Regions from separate parts of the Danio rerio genome. Here region 1 is linked to region 2. The links are chromatin contacts, called in public Hi-C maps. All regions are on one chromosome and are shown on one strand. Each heading gives the region's core, a stretch centred on a gene start, on an enhancer-like site or on the middle of the called end of the contact. The rest is flanking DNA. Distances are from core to core; before and after follow the strand shown.

Evidence for each region. Hi-C and Micro-C count contacts between places; a contact is called where the count stands out from the background.
Region 1: a contact with region 2 is called in a Hi-C map of an unstated tissue, with 2.9 times the contacts expected there. The contact joins the promoter of dgkaa here to the enhancer-like site in region 2. A contact is called at or near these places in 2 of 18 Hi-C or Micro-C datasets (caudal fin and an unstated tissue).

Annotation. Positions count from the first base shown.
Region 1 is chr23:35,245,676-35,250,340 of GRCz12tu, forward strand. dgkaa (diacylglycerol kinase, alpha a) reads right to left here and starts at 2,676. Exons shown (of 24, transcript NM_001045315.1): 1 at 2,501-2,676.
Region 2 is chr23:35,106,645-35,111,767 of GRCz12tu, forward strand. It overlaps a transcript of nr4a1 not described here. Among named protein-coding and RNA genes, the nearest start is that of nr4a1, 8.4 kb to the left of the region's middle. Within about 2 kb of position 2,992, at least 6 of the 62 cell types and tissues checked have an H3K27ac peak or open chromatin away from gene starts, as enhancers often do.

The DNA of each region.
Region 1 (4,665 bases), core at 1,426-3,925, 140 kb after region 2:
TCTGCACCATTTTGGTTTCCAACTATACAAGCCAGAGAACATGGTGCTGTTTACTGCCCACAGAGTGGAAATGGGAAAACACAAGCACTTTACAGCAGCAGTTTCCAGTATCTGTTCACCCACTTTTTAGAGATTAATAAGTACTTAGCACTCGCTCTGTTAAAAGTGAGGAAATTTGTCTTTAAATGGATATTGACCCACATTCCATTGACAAAGCTAGACGTTCATCTGTCCCTGTTGTGTAAATGCAGTCAGATGATAATTGAGGTTTGGGGGAAAAAACAGTCCAGTTCCTAAGTTCAGTTTGGCTCATGAGTTATAAAAAAACAGAAGATTACTGGGAAAAGAGTAAACCAATCCTGTGATTTTTTAGCCAAGCCCATAGGGCTAGAGATCCCTCAGAGAACGAGTTACCATTATCACGTATAAGCCTAGAGCTCTGGAGAGAATGAAAGACTAAATTAGGACTTTTAATTTCTTTAGGGACGTCCACAGATTTAGTGAAGAGTTTCAAATGAGTCAGATATACAAAATTGAAAAACTAAAATACACGCAAGCTGCGCTGATAAGGATACATTCTGGTCAGTGTATAGCAGGAGCAAGAGTGGAAAAACAAGAATGATTGACTATGCAAGCAATTTGACAATAAGGTGTAAATGCACTGGAGCAGAACGTTTGCTTCAACCGTTGTGACTTACTGCACAATATAAAATGTACTGGAAGAGTTGAAAACATGATGATGAAATGAGACTTAATGGCATAAATTACTGGAAACTTTTAATAATAAGAAAGTTTATTTAAGAAAACTTTGCATTATTGAAGCAGTCTATGCAATGCTAGAATATTGACATTCATCAACCTATTGATAAGTCACAGGAAAAATCCAGATAATGCAACGTTTATTTAACCAGATTAGACAAACCTGTCAAATAATAATCGTGACATATTATAAGAAGCACACCAAATTCTTTTTCAACCATGGTAAGGTGAAGAAAAAAGCGTTTTACAGCAAGCTCTGGTGGTTTTGATGGTCTGTTTTAAATGGGTTTGTGGGACCTTTCAGTTTGGGAGACCACCTTAACCAATTTAAACACCTTAAGCTGTTTTTTTTCAGCATGGTGTGCTTTGAAGCACTCTGGGAAACCATGTAATTGTATGTTTTAACATACTGATCTAAGCCTTTTGCTTCTGTTTCAGTGACTTAAAATTTTTCAACCAGTTCATATAACAGTATGACTCAGGGTCCACAATCTATAGAATTCAGGTAAGCTTGGTTTTATATTCGCATATATATTATATTCCATTCATTCAATGACAGCTTCATACATTGTTTACCATGGTACTATGAATATTCAGACTGAAATTACATGACTTTACAACAACATTAGAACTATTTTATTGACTGTGAACAATGGTGTACTTTGATGGTTGTTGGCTGCTAATATGATTTCAACATCTAGAATTTGCAATGAAAACTTTTCTAAAAATTATATTATTAAGGAGAAAGTCAGAATGTGCGAATATATAACCAACTTTACCATAATATCTTTAGAAACATTCAGAAAAAAACTCCCATACCAAGATGACAACTTAGAAATTAAGAAGAAAACCACCAAATGCAATTGACATGCAATTGAATACAGCGACTGAATATACAACAATACAGAACAGTGCAGCGTAGACCGACTCCCGAAAAAATGACTCTTTTGAGTCGCTTGTTTTTAAAGCTTCATAAACATACAGCGAGATGTGTCATGAGAGAATGAATCTTATAAGCCTGTTCTTTTAGTGACTCAAAACACTTAAAAACAAGAGATTACCTGAATAAATACGAATCATGAACCTATTAATTTCGTCATCATTTACACCTCGGAAAACTTTTACTGTATTATGTTTGCAACTCACTGCTGTTTGCATGACAAGATACACGTGATAAGCTCACTATAAAATAAAACAATAAAATATATTAGACTACTTCCATATAAAAAGTGAAAGGTGTAACTTTTAAAATGCTGTATGTGTATATAATATTCAGTATCAATTACTTAAACTGCAATCGAGCTTCTTATACAAATGTGTGTCAAAAGTCATTTTATAAATGTTATATATTAGACTATGTTCTATTACAGCCTGAAATTGTCTCATAATCTTTAATAACTCTAGTGAGCAGCTGATTTAACTATATGTCTTCGTCAAACTACTAATAGGTTCTAAATGTAACCTTTAAGAAACCGAACTCGTCAGGAAGATTCCAATTTAGAACACATTCCTTACGATTGCATTCGTCAGCTAGCGTTAGTCAACATTCTAGACATCGATAAAAACGTTCGAACGCGAACATGAACGCGCCATTTGGACAGACGTGAGTTTTAAGTCTTGTAAAATTATGCTTTATAATTACATGTAGCACAGTTTATAATCACTGTTACAGCTTTAAATGTTGACAACTATCTAAAAACTCGCTTGTCCGACCACAATAATAAACAAACATTGCCGTTACCTTGATGTCTTGAGGTCTGCAGGACAGTGATTCTATCTTGTGTGTAAAACAAGACCTCCACGAGCAAAACCCGATTCAGATGCACTCAAAATCTGCTTCAGCGCTTAAAAAAATTCAGTAAATGAGTGGCGAAGGAGCCAGAAGCTGCTTCGTCTGTGAGAAAGCGTTTAGCTGTGTTTGTCCGGTGGAGAACTGACAGTGAAGTGAACACGCCTAACTGTGAATGACACTCCCATACAGTCACAGCACCGCCCGCGCTCAACCAAGCACTTTGATGTCAGACAGACATATTTCAAATCCAAGTATCAGTTTTGTAGTGGAGCTGGAATGGATGGATAGATAAAATGATGAACAAATGGATGGATATACAGAAAGATAGAAAGTATTTGTGAAAGATTAATCAACTGAAACTTGTTATATTTGCTCACACACTAGCAGTCAACAGGGTGGTGTGACATTTACGCTAATAATAGTGTCATTATTATTAAAATGTTATCGCTTTTGGTTGTGAGATTTGTCATATCTGCACTTTTAAACTGTCTAGTTTCTAGTCTCTAACTGTTGGCTTTTGTGATTGCTTATGAGATTTTAATAGGAATTAAATCCAAATACCAGCTTTGCAATTGTGCCCAAATGGACGGATAGATAGAATGATAAACAGATGATGGACAAATGGACAGACATGGTCACCTGTGCGAATTGTTGCCTCAGTTTCCTGTTCTTAGCTGACAGGAGTGGCACCCGGTGTGGTGTTTTGCTGCTGTAGTGCATCTGCCTCAATGTCGGACATGTTGTGCGTTCAGGGATGCTCTTCTGCATACCTCAGTTGTAACGTGTGCTAATCTGAGTTACTGTTGTCTTTCTATCAGCTCGAACCAGTCTGGCGATTCTCCTCTGACCTCTGGCATCAACAAGGCATTTGCCCCACAGAACTGCAGCTCACTTGATACTTTCTCTTTTTCGGACCATTCTCTGTAAACCCTAGAGATGGTTGTGCTTGAAAATCCCAGTAGATCAGCAGTTTCTGAAATACTCAGACCAGCCAGTCTGGTACCAACAACCATACCACATTCAAAGTCACTTAAATACCCCTTCTTCCCCATTCTGATGCTCGGTTTGAACTGCAGCAGATCGTCTTGACCATGTCTACATGCCTAAATGCATTGAGTTGTGGCAATGTGATTGGTGAATGGCTGATTAGAAATTTGTTAATGAGCAGCTGTACCTAATAAAGTGGCCGGTGAGTGTAGAGATAGATAGATAGATAGATAGATAGATAGATAGATAGATAGATAGATAGATAGATAGATAGATAGATAGATAGATAGATAGATAGATAGATAGATAGAGGGTTGGCATTATTTGTGAAAGATTAATCAACTGGAACCTGTTATATTTGGTCACACAGTCAACAGTCGTGTGACATTTGCACTATTAAAAGTGTAATTTCATAAAAATGCTAAGCTTTCAGTTGTGGGATTTGTCATCAGTGATGTATTCACATCTGTACTGTACTTTTAAACTGTTTAGTCGCTTTAATAGTTACACAACATAATTAAATGGATAATGTACAATTAAATGGACGGTTCACCTAAAAAAAACATTTTACTCACTACAGTTGCTCTCCCTCAAGTGGTTGCAAATATTCAGTTTCTTCTGTTGACCACAAAAGAAGATCTTGGAAACCCTTAAGTATTGACATCCACAGTAGTTTCAAAGAAGAAACAGGTTTGTCACAGGATTTTATTTGTTTTGATCTTTTTTGGGTGAACTTTAAGCTTCAATATATTTGATTGCCAAATGCTTGATTAACCGATACAGGAATTTCTGGTACCAGATTGTAAAAGCTCCAATCAAATCCTTGTTTTCTGGAAGGGATTAAAGACCATTTCATTTATTAGGGAGACATGAAACAAAAAAAAAACTGTTAAACTGGTCAGGCATTTGCAATTGCTTTACTAGATTTTAATATGAATGAAATCCAAATATCAGTTTTGCAATGGTGCTGAAATGGATGGATAGATAGAATAATGCATGAAGAGATGAATGAATTGATTAGTAGACAAACAGACATATTGAAAGAAAATGATAGACAGAAATGGACTAAGGTAGACTTGCTGCTTGTTCAAACTACTTATTTAATACAAGTTGAATTAACACAATTT
Region 2 (5,123 bases), core at 1,742-4,241:
AGACTTTAAAATTTCAGCCAGCAAGCTTGCAGTGAACTGTCTTTCTTTACAAAATCGCCCCCTTTAAGATCTGTTTTCTTTAAAAATCTGTGGTCTTTCCTGCCTGATACATATTTGATATAAAGTGGGTCTCAGACCAGACAAGAAGCACTGCATTAAATTCCATTCCCGCTGCCATGTCTTTAAAATATGACCTGCACTTGCCTGCTAATCCTGATGCCGGTTACATGGTCTATCATCTCGTTTTACACTTGAACAACAAAATGAATGCTTAAGTTTATTTAAATGATTGTATTTTAATCACATTAAGATATCAAGGCTGTAAAAGCAACCTTATAAAATTTAAAACCTTATAATTTATTAACCTTCCAGCGGAAGTTTACCATTGGCTAAAAGACACTAGCAGCGCGCATATAGCCTATTGGAAGGTGTATGATGAAGGATGTCTCTTATCATTGACAATCACATATCACATTTTTTAGTACTCTTTCTTTGTATATACTATAAATGCTCTTTAGCTTTATTTCCAACAACTTACTGGCTGTTGTTACCACCTTCCCCTGTGACTTCTTCTGGGCCTCAGAAGCATTTTCATACCAACAGATCACACAAAATGTTGCAATACTTTCGATAAAAGCACTATAAAACATGATCAACAATGTGTTGTCAACATTAAAAGACAACAGTATTTTTAAGAAGTACAAAAAATACACTACACAAAAACTGAAATGGTTCAATGGCTGGCAAGTGACTCCACAAGCAAGGCAAAAATATAATTAGCATACTTCTTCTGTAGTATGAACAGCAAATACTGTTATATATATATATATATATATATATATATATATATATATATATATGTATATATATATATATATATATATATATATATATATATATATATATATATATATATATATATATATATATATATATATATATCTACACTGCCAACTTTGGGTCACATATGAACAAGCCCAGCTAACTAAAATGTAACTTTTTTTTTTAACAAAAATGTTAACCCATTTGTTGGGTTTGTCTATCTGGTATGTCAACGTAGCTCAAAATACCCAGACTGTTGGGTAGACAAAATAAGCCAGCATTTTAGAGCAATTGCTGTACCTTCAAAAGTGTGAATTAGCACATCCATTTCTAGGCTTTTAAAAGATTGTCAATGCATCTAAAACACCACATCAGTTGTGTACTTGTTAAACTTTTCATTGAAAAGCATATTAATAAGAAACTGGTTTAAGGTTAAGCACTTCTACAGTTCTGGCAGGACTCTCCATTGGATTTTGGAATGTTGCATTGGGGATTTGTATGCGTTGAGACATGAGAAGATTGTGAAGTGAGCTGCTGATCTGCAATCTGCATTCCAGTTTATCCCAAAGTCCATTGCCTTTGTCAAAGACAGTCAGGCTTTTTTAAGAGTGGCATATTGCATTTCAAAGAATGTTGATTGTGAATATGAATGTCGAAGGTTCTTGGTTTGCAACATTCTTCAAAATCTAATTTGTGTTCAGAAACAGAAAAGTGCATCTGGTTTAGAACAAGAGTGAATAAACAATGACAGAATTGCCAACTATCCCTTTAAATCATAGGCGTCAAACTCAATTCCTGGAGGGCACAGGAATTTTTGTTTCAACACTAATCAAATACAGCTTATCCAACTAATTGAGGTTATCCAACTAGACACTAGTAGTCTCGAATACCTTGATTAATTTGATCAGATGAATTTGATTAGGGCTGGAGCAAAACTGCAAAGCTGTGGCCATCCAGAAATGAGTTTGAGACATGTTTTAAATCAAGCTGTCAATCAAGTTCGGTGTCAGGGGACCGGGTGTCCTGCAAAGTTTAGCTATAACTGTAATCAAACATACCTGAACAAGCTAATCAAGCTCTTAAGGTGCGGTCGTATGAAGCTGCGAAAAGGGGCTGGATTAAACAAGATGATTAGACATTCAAGAATGTGAACGATTGGTCCATATTTTAAATTTCTGTCCAGAGAGGTCAGATTTTGATCCTTGATTGGTCTCACACAGTCAAGTGATGCGTTTTCGCAGAGTTCAACAAACTTGAACTTTGCAATGCAGCGAACTGCGAAACTTGTCGCACAAGCTTGCATTTGGAAATGGAATGGAAATCTATGGCAAGAAAAGTCCAGTGTGACCTTGGCTTTCCTAGGTGCACTTCAAACTTCCATGCAGTTGTGTTGAGGGTGTCGTTGGAGCTGAACTCTGCAGGACACCGGCCCTTCCAGGACTAAGTTTAACTATTTAATTTGGGAAAAGCAGCGCAGTTAATTTTAACTTTAATTAAAAGTCATTCTTGTGCAGTAAACCAGCATATGATAAAGAATTCTAGAGGATAATGAATCAATGAAGATTGGAGTAATGATGCTGAAATCACGGACATTGCAGTATTACAATTGTATTGTATAAATATTTTTAAATAATAAACTATAAGTCTTGGCACACCAAGTTTGAGTACCGGCTCGCAGACTTTTCCCAATCCCATCCCACCTCCCTCACACACTTCCTTTCTATCATAATAAAGACAGAAAATCTTTACAAACAAAAGTGTTACTTGAAATTGGAAAAAAAAGTTAAATATAACCTTTTCACTGTTTTGGATCAAAACAAATGCAGCCTTGGTGAGAGCACCAGAAGCTCATGTTATTTAACTACTCCTTATAACACATTCTGCTGTATGGAAAAAGACAACACTCACTTTTAAAAATATCTAAACATTCTAACCTCTTTGGTTTTGTCAGGTTATCCTTCTCAGATATTTTCAGTCATGTGCTTGCTCTGAATTTTTTTTGGATGTGTACATACCACTTCATTTCATGTAACATGCACTGTGGAACATCACACACTGGACTTTTAACCATATATCACATATGTGGAGCCGGTTTCAGGGTTCAGAGTCAGGCACCTGTTGTTCAATCAAAGTGATTTATGTCCAGCCGTTAACCTGCGAGACAGCGTTAGCTCCCCCTATCTGTAGCTCGCTGTACTGTATGTCAATTTGTGGCTCTCCAGACTACAACATGCCTTGACCGCAGCCTGGCTTTTGAATCAGATTGAATTCATATCATCTTCCCCTGAATAGCCAGTTTGTTGTCTCGACTGGACCGTAGCTTAGCACACTGATTATGTAATGATATGCAAATGTGCTAAGATAAGGTCTCATGACTTTGGCAGGATCTTGATCTTGACCTTGAGAGGATATCGACTGAGAGCGTGAGTCCCAAAAGGCTCTGCTGAAGCCAGACAGCTGCCTTGTACCTCCAAGCTCAAGCTATCAAGTGTAAACCACCAACTTGATCACTGTAGTTTTATTTCAGCCTTTTAATGAGGACATGTGTTGCTCTTGAAGGACTATTCATCCAAAAATAAGCTAAATAACTGACCTCTCTTCTCAGTGGCAAGTCTTGCTGGGAAGACGACATGCTTTTCAGGGCAACCTGCAAGTTAGCATCAGCCATGTTTACAGATTTCAAATCCTATTATCCACACAAGTAAAAAGCTAAGCATTGGCTATAAAAACATGGATGCAAGTCATCTCCACAAATAAGCCAAGATCTTTCCTCAATGTTTGAGGTTTTTTTAAAAGCAGGCAACAACAAAACTAAGGGTCACCAAACTTGGTCCTGGAGAGCCGGTGTCCTGTAGACTTCAGCTCCAACTCGCCTCAAAACATTAGCCTGGAGGTTTCAAGTATTTCTTGTAATGATGCGTTCAAGTCATGTGGGATAAATCTCAGTGGGCAAAACACATCTGATGCAAATTCTTTGCTCTTCATGTTTCATAAGCAGGGTTAAACCCTGCTGTGTTTTCTTGTAATTTAACAAACGTAGGTACAACGCCATCTTGTGCCACTGAATGTGACTTGTACGCACCAGTAGTCCTTGTTATGATCTGTCAACTCGTAATGCCTAGTTCACACTAAAGGATTTTAAGCCTGATTTGAGTCTGAGTTTGCCGACAGAATGGGCTGTGATTGGGGAAAATCTGTGCATACTACTGAATAATGCATCAAAGAGGCTCACTGACGCATTGGCGACACCTCGAAGATGAAAATCCAATATTCAGCATGCTAAATATTCCAGACCAGTTGGCCAACTCAATTACACGTATGGTCAGATGTAGTGACGAGTTGCAGCCAATGAGAGCAAGTTGTGAACTTTGTTCAGGAGCTCAACAGAAATGTCTGTGATTGGCCAGAATGATCATCGATGCACTCACTCCACCCTGCATTTACACAGATGCAAGAGTATGTTAAAGCCACAACTATCAGATGAACCGTAAAGATATATGAGCGATGATACCTCAGCTGATTGACGATTGTTTTAAACACTCCTTTGAACACTTTGTCAGTGATGTCATCATCACACAAGCAGCCAATTGTGTTCATCTTTCTGATGGCTGTATCCTAAACATTTTATTTACTGTGTGTTTGGGGATTGGACCATCTGCCAATATTTAAAGTCATGTAGTGTGAACTAGGAACATCGGGATGTACTGTACTCCTGATTACTACTGTAATTTTCCCCCAGATTTATCTCAGAAGAGTCTTGCTCATTTTCCTCCAAAAAAAATCCGCAATAGCAGGGGTGTCAAACTCAGTTCCCGGAGGGCTGCAACCCTGCTTCAACACACCTGCAGGTTTCAAACAAGCCTAAAGGACTCAATTAGTTTGATCAGGTGTGTTTAACTAGGATTAGAGTTAAACTGTGCAGAGCTGTGGCCCCCCAGGAATTGAGTTTGACACCTGTGCCCTATAGGATGTTATGTTGTTAATTGGGGCAATTTAGCTGTTAAACAATCCACTTTCTGTTCTTCACACTTTATTACACCTGACATGTTTGATTGAGAATCAAATCATTTTTATTATACTCTCTAACCTAATTATTCTGTGGTGTATCAGCCACGAAGGGGGGGATGCCAGAGGGGGTTCATGGTTTTGTATAAAGGGGTTAAGGCAGTGGTGGGCAAACTTTTTAGACCCGAGGGCCACATCAAGTTTTGCAAACCAAGTGAAGGGACACAATCCTTCAAAAATAACTTTTATTTATAGTGGCGATATGCATGGGACATGTAATATTGGACAGGAACATG